2 separate regions of the Mus musculus genome follow, and region 1 is linked to region 2. Evidence: chromatin contacts called from public Hi-C data. All regions are on one chromosome and are shown on one strand. Each heading gives the region's core, a stretch centred on a gene start, on an enhancer-like site or on the middle of the called end of the contact. The rest is flanking DNA. Distances are from core to core; before and after follow the strand shown.

What was found. A called contact is a pair of places that touch in the nucleus more often than the background predicts.
Region 1: a Hi-C map of the G1E-ER4 cell line shows a contact between it and region 2, with 4 times the contacts expected there. The contact joins the enhancer-like site here to the promoter of Lgals8 in region 2. A contact is called at or near these places in 79 of 484 Hi-C or Micro-C datasets (the 63-12 cell line, the AML12 cell line, the AtT-20 cell line and 53 more), 7 of 115 datasets of contacts at active chromatin or transcription factors (the 230-238 cell line, the HPC-7 cell line, PVALB interneurons and 4 more) and 4 of 9 other capture datasets (adipose tissue, embryonic stem cells, liver and 1 more).

What each region holds. Positions count from the first base shown.
Region 1 is chr13:12,409,750-12,414,313 of GRCm38.p6, reverse strand. Heatr1 (HEAT repeat containing 1) reads right to left here. Exons shown (of 45, transcript NM_144835.4): 15 at 3,707-3,918; 16 at 2,973-3,094; 17 at 2,078-2,269; 18 at 906-1,089; 19 at 666-802. Among named protein-coding and RNA genes, the nearest start is that of Heatr1, 17 kb to the right of the region's middle. Within about 2 kb of position 1,698, at least 86 of the 459 cell types and tissues checked have an H3K27ac peak or open chromatin away from gene starts, as enhancers often do. A contact at or near this core is called in the 230-238 cell line, the 63-12 cell line, B cells and 18 more, where this site is marked.
Region 2 is chr13:12,459,381-12,463,664 of GRCm38.p6, reverse strand. Lgals8 (lectin, galactose binding, soluble 8) reads left to right here and starts at 1,927. Exons shown (of 10, transcript NM_001199043.1): 1 at 1,927-2,424.

The DNA.
Region 1 (4,564 bases), core at 449-2,948, 49 kb after region 2:
AGATATGCTGTCCCTGGACCTTTTCACTACTGTACAATAACCACACAGGAATGAGTTGATGAATCACTTCTTCAATATTCCGAACTCCAACCTGTTAGGACGGATGTCGCTGAAGAATGACATTCAAGAAGCCTCACTCTAACTTTGCAGTTGAAAATACTGAACAACAACAACAAAAAAAGACAGGCGCATTAGCTAAAGGTCAAGACTAAAGTGGGACCTGGAAAGCTACACTAAAAGCTCTCGAAGGAGTTAGAGATGGCGACAATGCTGAAAGACACAGAAAGAGTAAGTCAGACAAGGACAAGAACACGCTGCTTGCATCATGGAGGCAGTAAAGCCCACAGAAGCTTCGTGAGTGACACTGCATCTCCTAACCACCATCTCTGAACACTCAGCCAGTTTACTCATCTATAAAGGATATTCAAAACAAAAACAGACTGAGTTGTTTTGATTTTTAAACACAACAGCTCATCAATAGGGATGCTGCAATGCTACTCTATACTCAACATGCTACCTGGCTGTAAGTACTAGACTGCTCTCGAGGGCATGTTTATCAGCACACATTGTTCACTGCCGCAAAATATACTTTATTATTAGGCTTTAGTACTAAAATAACCTACACTACCTATAGCAGAAATGCCTGTGAGGAGTGAGCCAAGTACCTTCATTATAAGCCTAATCAGAACCCTGAAATGCATGGCATCAGAAACCTCCAGCAGCATCTCAAAGATACCAATGAGCAGGTGCAGGTAGTGTCTGCTGTCTTCATCTAGCTGCTCGGGATTCCACCACATGGCACCTGAGGGGACAAGGGGGAGCTTGTCATTCAAGTGAAGGTGAACCGTGTATGGTGTTAGGAACGCAGTACCGCATCACACTGAAGACTCATGACCATGCCTTACCTGTAGGAAAAGATTTTGGAGCCTTCATTGCAAAAATAAAACATTTCATGGAAAATACAAGTAAAATGGCGTCCTCCATGACAACCCTCTGGGCACCGTGGAGCTCCTGCACGTAACGCACCCACAGCTCCTCCGGCAATCCTCTGTTCAACATCAGTTCCAGGTGCCACTCTGAGGGGATTTCCTGAAACATGAATGGAAACAGAAGCTAGCTCATCCTCAGAGTTCCAAACAGGTGCTCTATGACTGCAACGGATACGCACTCCTAGTCGGGAGTGTCACACTGGTGTGTGTGTGCATGTGTGTGTGTGTGTGTGTGTGTGTGTGTGTGTGTGTGTGTGTGTGTGTGTGTGCATGTGTGTGGACACAGTGCTACAGCTGAAAAGATACATTCCTCATAAAGGGCATTAATAGAGCAATGTGAAACAACCTGCTGCCTACACTGAACAAAACACACCACTCTACACTGCTGGCCCGGAGGACAAGCACAGCTCCAGTTACTGTACCTCATAAAAAAGTCAGTCAGACGTTAAGAGAGGCTCACTGGAGCCACTTTTTAAAGTCTAAAGAAGCATGCTAATTTCACATAATTTTAGTTAACAATGGCTACAGCTAGAATTTATAAAACTCCTGAGAGTATACATAAATATGAGTTGTAATTCTCTTAGAAAATCCTGTAATGAGCAGCCCTTTGAAGTTTAGAAGATAAATAAAAGAAAAATACTGATGCAAACAGCGGTATTAAAACAAAAGCTTGCTACCTCAAAATGGGACACTAGGAACTTTAGTAACACTGTCCAGGACAACAGTGGGCCAGAGACATCTGAACCTACTGGAATACTCAATGATTTTAAATATCTACGATATTCTTTCAATAAATACTAGGACAAGTTTTGTGTGGACGTGAATCAGTGGAGTAGATAGGAAGGAAACCTGGATTATGCGCTGATAAAACAGCAGAAGAGTCCAACCCTCAGAACCCTGTGATTCAAGTACACTTCCTGGAAAAGCACGAGAGTGCTTTGTCTTGATACCCACGGCTAACATTCTGACCAGCACTTCCCACTTCCCCAACCAGAGCCAGACCTCTGGGCCTCAGTTTAGCTGTGACCATCAGACCACAGTGTTATTTTACCCAACACCCAACTTCCTGCAGACACCGCACTCCTTACCACAGCAGTGATGACGCTTTTGAGCTTCCTTATCTTTTTCTGCAATAAACTGAACACTCTTAGAGCAAACGGGAAGCAGGTTTCTTGGAAGGATGAGCAGCAAGAGATCAGCACAGACACAGTCACGTGAAACGCCACTTTCTGCTTCAGGCTGTAAGACTCCTTTTCCCCAGCACAGACTAGATCTTCGACCTTGAGAAATAAGCACCCTCTATTACTAGTTAGTCAGTCTTCTATCTCAGGCCTACCTAGGTACTGTGTATAAAGTAAGACGACAGAAAGATCAGTAAACACTGATTGCTAAGCCATGATACAAACTTAGAAATTAAAATGGACAAAATTACACTTGACAAGTTTATGCATTTAACCCACAGACCTAAGAATACAAACAACAAAAATCAGTAAGTCAGACACCTAATACCATTAAAAGGTTTACTAAAGTATTTTCTTTTAATTTCATTTTGCTATGTTAACAATGAAAAGACTTCAATAGTCTAAATATAAATAGGAAAAATGAGATTAAAAAGAACAAAGTATTCTCACTAGTCCAAAAGTGATATAAAATATTAAGGACTTCAGATAATCTGTCCAACATGCTAAGTTAGCCACAGGTGGTTTATACAAGCTTATAATCCCAGCACTTGGGAGGTTAAGGCAGGAGGATCAGAAATTCATCCTGGGCTACACAGTAAGTTCCAGGCCAGCTTGAGCTATAACTCTCAGCCATGGCCCCAAAGGAATACACAAAATTACTCTTGTATTTGTTTAAAGCAAAACAGGGTGTAAGAAAGGAACAGCAGCAAAACTTCAGAAAAGAAGCCACGTAGAGCAGAAGTGGGAGCCTAATAAGCCTGAGGAGCAGAAGGCGGAGTGGAGGGGAGGGGTGGCAACATACCAGCTTCAACACTGTAGAGCGCTCTCCTAAACTTAAATTGCTGCCCAGCAGCTGAACCATCTTCTGGTTTCCTACACCAATTATTTCTCTTGATTTTCTGCTTTTAATAACATTTTCAAGAGCTGTAAAAAAAAAGGTTTGAATACTATATCACTGTATCACTGGCATCCACATAAAGTATTGGGGAAAAGTAAGACATTTAGATAAAATATTTACTAGTTCTCTACCAAGGCTTGCCTTTTATTTTTACTTTTAATCTAATTTCAAATTTTCTTATCTTCTCTATAAAATTTATATCTGTTTTATAAAGTTGTTCCAGGCCAGCTTGAGTTATAACTCTCAGCCATGGTCTCAAAGGAATAAATAAAATTCCCTTTGTATTTGATTAAAGCAAAACAGCTTTTAAGAATGGAACAACAACAACAACAACAAAAAATAATAAGAAAAGAGGGCTGATGAGATGGCTCAGGGGGTCAGAGCACTGACTGACTGCTCTTCCAAAGGTCATGAGTTCAAATCCCAGCAACCACATGGTGGCTCACAACCAACTGTAAAGAGATCTGATGCCCTCTTCTGGTACATCTGGCGATGGCTACAGTGTACTTATTTACGATAATAAATAAATCTTAAAAACAAAAAAAAAGAATGGAACAACAGCAAAAAGTGAGGAGGGGAAAAGCCTTGTAGAACAGAAGTGGGCGTTTAACTATGACTTTAACAACTGACTTTCTTACCTTCTTTCCAGCCTCTTAATAGAGGATGCAGAGAACAAATTCCTGATTTTGACAAATGTATAGCAATTTTCATATCAGGAGACTCTATATCATTACTAGTAATAACCATAAAAGGCAGCAACTGGACAACCACCTGATTTGCCAACTGGTCATTTTTACTTAGTATCTCTTCTTTAATTAGTATGTTTGCTGCTAGCTCAAGCACCCTGAACCTGGAAGACATGAAAGTACCTTTGATTCAGACACATGTTCAAGTCAGCAGAATTCATTATTATACTGTTCTGGATCAACTGGTGACAGGTTGTCTAGTCTCCTAGACAAAAATATTGCTCAGAGATCACCAAGATACAACCTCAAATCCATTCCAAAAAGGAGTTATCTAGCCAATAACTTTGTCCTGTCAAATATCTTAAAAGGAAACAAACAAAAATCAAAAATCTGAAAAAAAAAAAAAAACAAAAACTTCTAACTGTAACAAAATATATTAAATCAGACATCTCAGCTCCACTGGACAGTAGAAATTCACTCATGCATTAAAAAAAGAAATAAAAAATAAAGCATATCCCAGGGCTGGAGAAAGAATGGATCAGCTAAGAAGACTACACTGGCTGTTCTTCTAGAAGACCTGGGCTGGGTTTGCAACACTCACATGGTAATTTAACATGCAGTAGTAATACCACCTCTGGGGACTCCAACACCTTCTTCTGGCTTCCAGAAACACAAGGTATATATGAGGTGCACATAAATTTATACAGGGCAAACCCCTATAGATCACATTGCCAAAGAAACACATATCCTCTCTGGGAAATGGAGAGCTAGTTTCTATTAAGGTAGATCAACACACTCCACTGGCTGGCC
Region 2 (4,284 bases), core at 678-3,177:
GCTCTCATTTCTACACTTCTTTAAAGTCAGTTTCCAGTGAGCCCGGCAGCTACACAACACGCATTGATCCTGTTCCTGCTCTTTGACCCCTCAGAGCATTCAGAAACCTGGATGTTCTCTGTTTTGGATACCCATAGCCATTCCCAGCAGGTCGGTCTCTAAAGTCTCTCTCTCTCTCTCTCTCTCTCTCTCTCTCTCTCTCTCCCTTAATCCCCCTCTCTTTTCCTGACTTTTCTCCCAGGCTCTGGCCAAGTCTGTTTCCTCCTCCTATCTGCACTCCTAAAGGACCTCACTTCCAAGCTGTCATCCCCTCTTCCTCCCACCCATCAGCCTCAGCATGCTGATCTTTATTTTCAGAGCACACAGTTGCTCTCAGCAGCTCCGGGATTTTGTACTAGCTATTCCCACACCTTGGAATGCATCCAGCTCTGAGGTGAATTTATTATTTTAACTCTGTAAAGAAGGGGTCAACTCAGGCAAAACTGAAGATAACTCAACTGCTCTTCATTTTGAATAATGTAGCACTCAACCGAAGCCTGGGGAGCCCTTCTTTAGAGGCATTACAGTAGGGTTGGGAATGTGTATGGCAGATTCCCTATTGACCAAGCCAGCTCCGTCAGTCAACAGGTTCTCCAGGGAGGGAGTCGGAATTAAAAAGAAAAAAGACAACAAGACAACACTGTGGCATGACCCCAGCGAGTTCTGAGGCTGAGTCAGGCTTATAATGTTTTTCCAGTCTGCTTTGATACCAGTTTAAGTACATGCAAAATAATATCAGTTCTGGGTCAAGGACAAGCAGGACTATAAACACAAACAGTCAAGGAACAAAGTCCTGTGATCAATGTTTCCAGGCAGGGGCTTATCAAGATGACCAAGATATCTGAGCCTACTTCCCTCTCCTAGCCCAAAGTCACATTCTTGACTGAAGCCTACTTCTTTGCTCTAGCCCAAAACGATATTCCTGCCTGAGCTTACTTCTGTGTCCTGGCCCAATGTTTAATTCCTGCAAAGTTTCTAGAAACGGGCTCCAAAAGCTCTCCACACCCTATCTCTTACAAACCCCAGAAAGTGTAGTGAGAAGCCTACCACACCTAGTAATAACAACAGAGCTAAGACAACATACATCAAGGGTTAACTCCAGCTATTAAAGTAGAATCTTGAGGAGTTAATCAAAATTAGAAAATGGACATGAGGAAGGAGAAAAAGTAACGAATCAGAACACGAGGTTGCTGCTAAGAGGCTTTAAAAAAATAAAATACAAGTTCAAAACAAAATAAAACACACAGCCAGAGAAAAAGACCAAATGGCTATGTCAAACATGTCCTTTAAAAACAAACATGGCTAATATCTAGAAAAGAACATAACCTTGAGGCCATTAGGACATCAAAACTAGGTAGCTCAGTCAGCCATTCTCAGCGCCCTACAGTTTTATTTAAGTTTGTTCGTACAAATACGGGGCAAACCGTCAGCAGTGCAGCGCCCTGACTATGCAGCTCAGTGCTTATTGACCATCTACTCTGCTCAGAACTGAGCATCAGTGTCTAAACTGTTTCCTAAGGAAGCGTTCCCTGTAGTAAACTCCAGCACAGAATAAGCGGCCAATCACCCAGTGTTGACATGTTCTGGCTACTGCTCACAGGATGGGGTTTCTTGCAGGGACAAAGAAGAACGAATTCCTCCACACACAAGGCTAGTTATTGGCAATGAGTGGCTGCTAAATCTGATTGGCTCACAACATTGTTCAGTTCTGACCCAAGGCTGCAAAGGAGGCAAACCCAGGAGTACCCCGGCCACACCCCCCACGATTATTCTTTAAGTGTATTTTTAACACCCTTGAGATCAGGTATCTGTCCCAGAGTGACCCCGAATTCCTTAAGTTCTCCAGTATGACATTGAACTTGTGGTCCTCCTGCCTCCACCTCGCAGGGCTGGAACTACAGGGGTGCACCCCGACCGATTTGTGCAGAGCTGGGTGGAAATCAACCTGGGGGCTTCCAGCACGTGAGGTGAGCCACACCCCAACCCCAGCCAGCCACTCCCACAGCCAGCCATAGGTCTGCGTGTGTGACATTAAGAGCCCAACAGCCCCAGCTCGCAGCACTCGGACGCCCCGCCCCTGCAGTCGTTCTCGCGGAAACGGCCGCGGGCTGACCCCGCCCTCTGCCTGTGGCGGCTCCGGGAACCGGACGGCGTCCGTCAGGGGACACAAGTCGGAGCAAAGCGCTTACTACCACCGGGGTGAGTCCTGGCGACTGCGGGCTCAGGGACATCGGGATACCACTGTTCCCGGACCGGAATCCGAGTGTGGACACGGCATCCCGCCGTCTCCTCCGTGACACATGCACGGGGCACCGGACACCGGGAGCGATCGTGGGTTGAGGCTTGTACTGGGACCGTAGTGTCGGGACAACGCTGACTGCTGCGGTGAGGGCTCTCCGCTCGGCGGCTCACCTGCCAGGGAAAGGGCGAGCATCACCTGGATCCCCAAGAATGACAGGCCCAGGGACAGTTGACAGCTGTGTCACACTCCGTTATTCCAGACACGCACTTTAGCATGCTGCGTCATTCTATCCCAACGTTAAACACGGGGAAACGCAATTTCTCTGGGTTTGGGAATCGTCCTAAACCTAAGCCACGGCTTGTTGTGACTGACGGTGATACGTGTCTGGAGACTTCGGAGAGTAGTTATTTAATGCCAACCTAGGCCATCTTGATCTCTCTCCGGGAAAGATATCAATTATGGATGTGGTGATGGCAATTCCTTGTCTCCTTTTTGCTCTAGTTCGTGCTTCCTGGATTGCACAGAACAGAATTAAAGGCTCAGAGGATTTGAATAAAATGAGTTAGTGACAGATACTAGGTAGGGGTCTAGGGTGGTTTTTAGGGGTGTAACCAAGAGAGATGCAATTTTCTTTTCTCCGGTAAAATAAGAGATTTGGCGAGTGCCTATTGTCTACAGCCTGGCGGAACTGTAGGAAGTAAAAGACAGGAAACTCTAGTTTCATTTTCTGGCTTGGTTCTGGTTTGAGTCATCAGGACTAGAGGTAGTAAATGATTCAGTGGGCAGGGCGCAGTGCCGAGGGGGCGCTCTTATCTTTCAAAACCGGGCTGATGCAAAACATTGCATTTGGTATTCCCCGGAGTAACTCTGCCACCCCCACCCCACCCTCAACTTACTTAATTTGGCTGGTTGAAGAAGAGCAATGTTTTCTAGCAATAATAGCTAACACATACAGAGCTGTTTTCTGCTATTTAAACTAGTACAATCCTCAGGGCAATCCTATGATGTGATTCCTACTTGTTTTACTAATAGGAAAAGTTAAATGAATATTGTCCTGGTTTCAAAGCACTGCTTGAGTGATATTTGTGTCTTGGTTTTGTGTTATTTCCTAGCTTGTATTTTATTTGTATTTACTGCTTTTGATTTGTTTGGTTTTGCAGTGCTGGCACAGAACCCAGGGCCTCATCACACTAGGCAAGCTCTCTATTCAGCCCTTAAACATTATCTTGAGACAGGATGCCTTAGTCTCTATTCTCCTGCTGTGAAGAGACACCATGACCATAGCAACTCTTTAAAAGGAACGCGTTTAACTGGGGCTTGCTTATAGTCTGAGAGGTTCAAGTCCATTGTCACCATGACTAGAAAGCACGTGGCATGCAGGCAGACGTGGTGCTGGAGAAGCAGCTGAAAGTTCTACATCCGGATTCCCAGGCCGCAGGAAGGGAGAGGCACTGGGCCTGGCTTGGGCTATACCTCTTAATCCTTTTAAATAGTTCCACTCTTTGGTGATTAAGCATTCAAACCTATGAACCTATGGGAGCCATTCTTATGTGAACTGCCTGCCACACGGGATCTAACTCACCTAGGCTAGGGTCCAATTGTTCTTCCTGTCGCAGGCTTGCTCACAAGTGGCTTCGATCACAGGTATTGTGCCACCACACTTACAGTTTTAGTATTTTTAACAGGAAACTTCATGTAATTTCCTCCTTACATATTTTTTAAATAATTCCTGCACTGATCACTTAAAATTATTTCATTTAAGGCCAGGCATGGTGGCACATGCCTTTAATCCCAGCGCTTGGAATGCAGAGGCAGGCAAATTTCTGAGTTCAAGGCCAGCCTGGTCTACAGAGTGAGTTCCAGGATAGCCAGGGCTACATAGAGAAACCCTGTCTCAGAAAAAAAAAATTATTTCATTTCTAAGTATGTTATGAAGACTATATGGTAGGACTTTGGTTATACTAACACTTATTTGGTAACTATCCGTAAAGTAATATAATTTA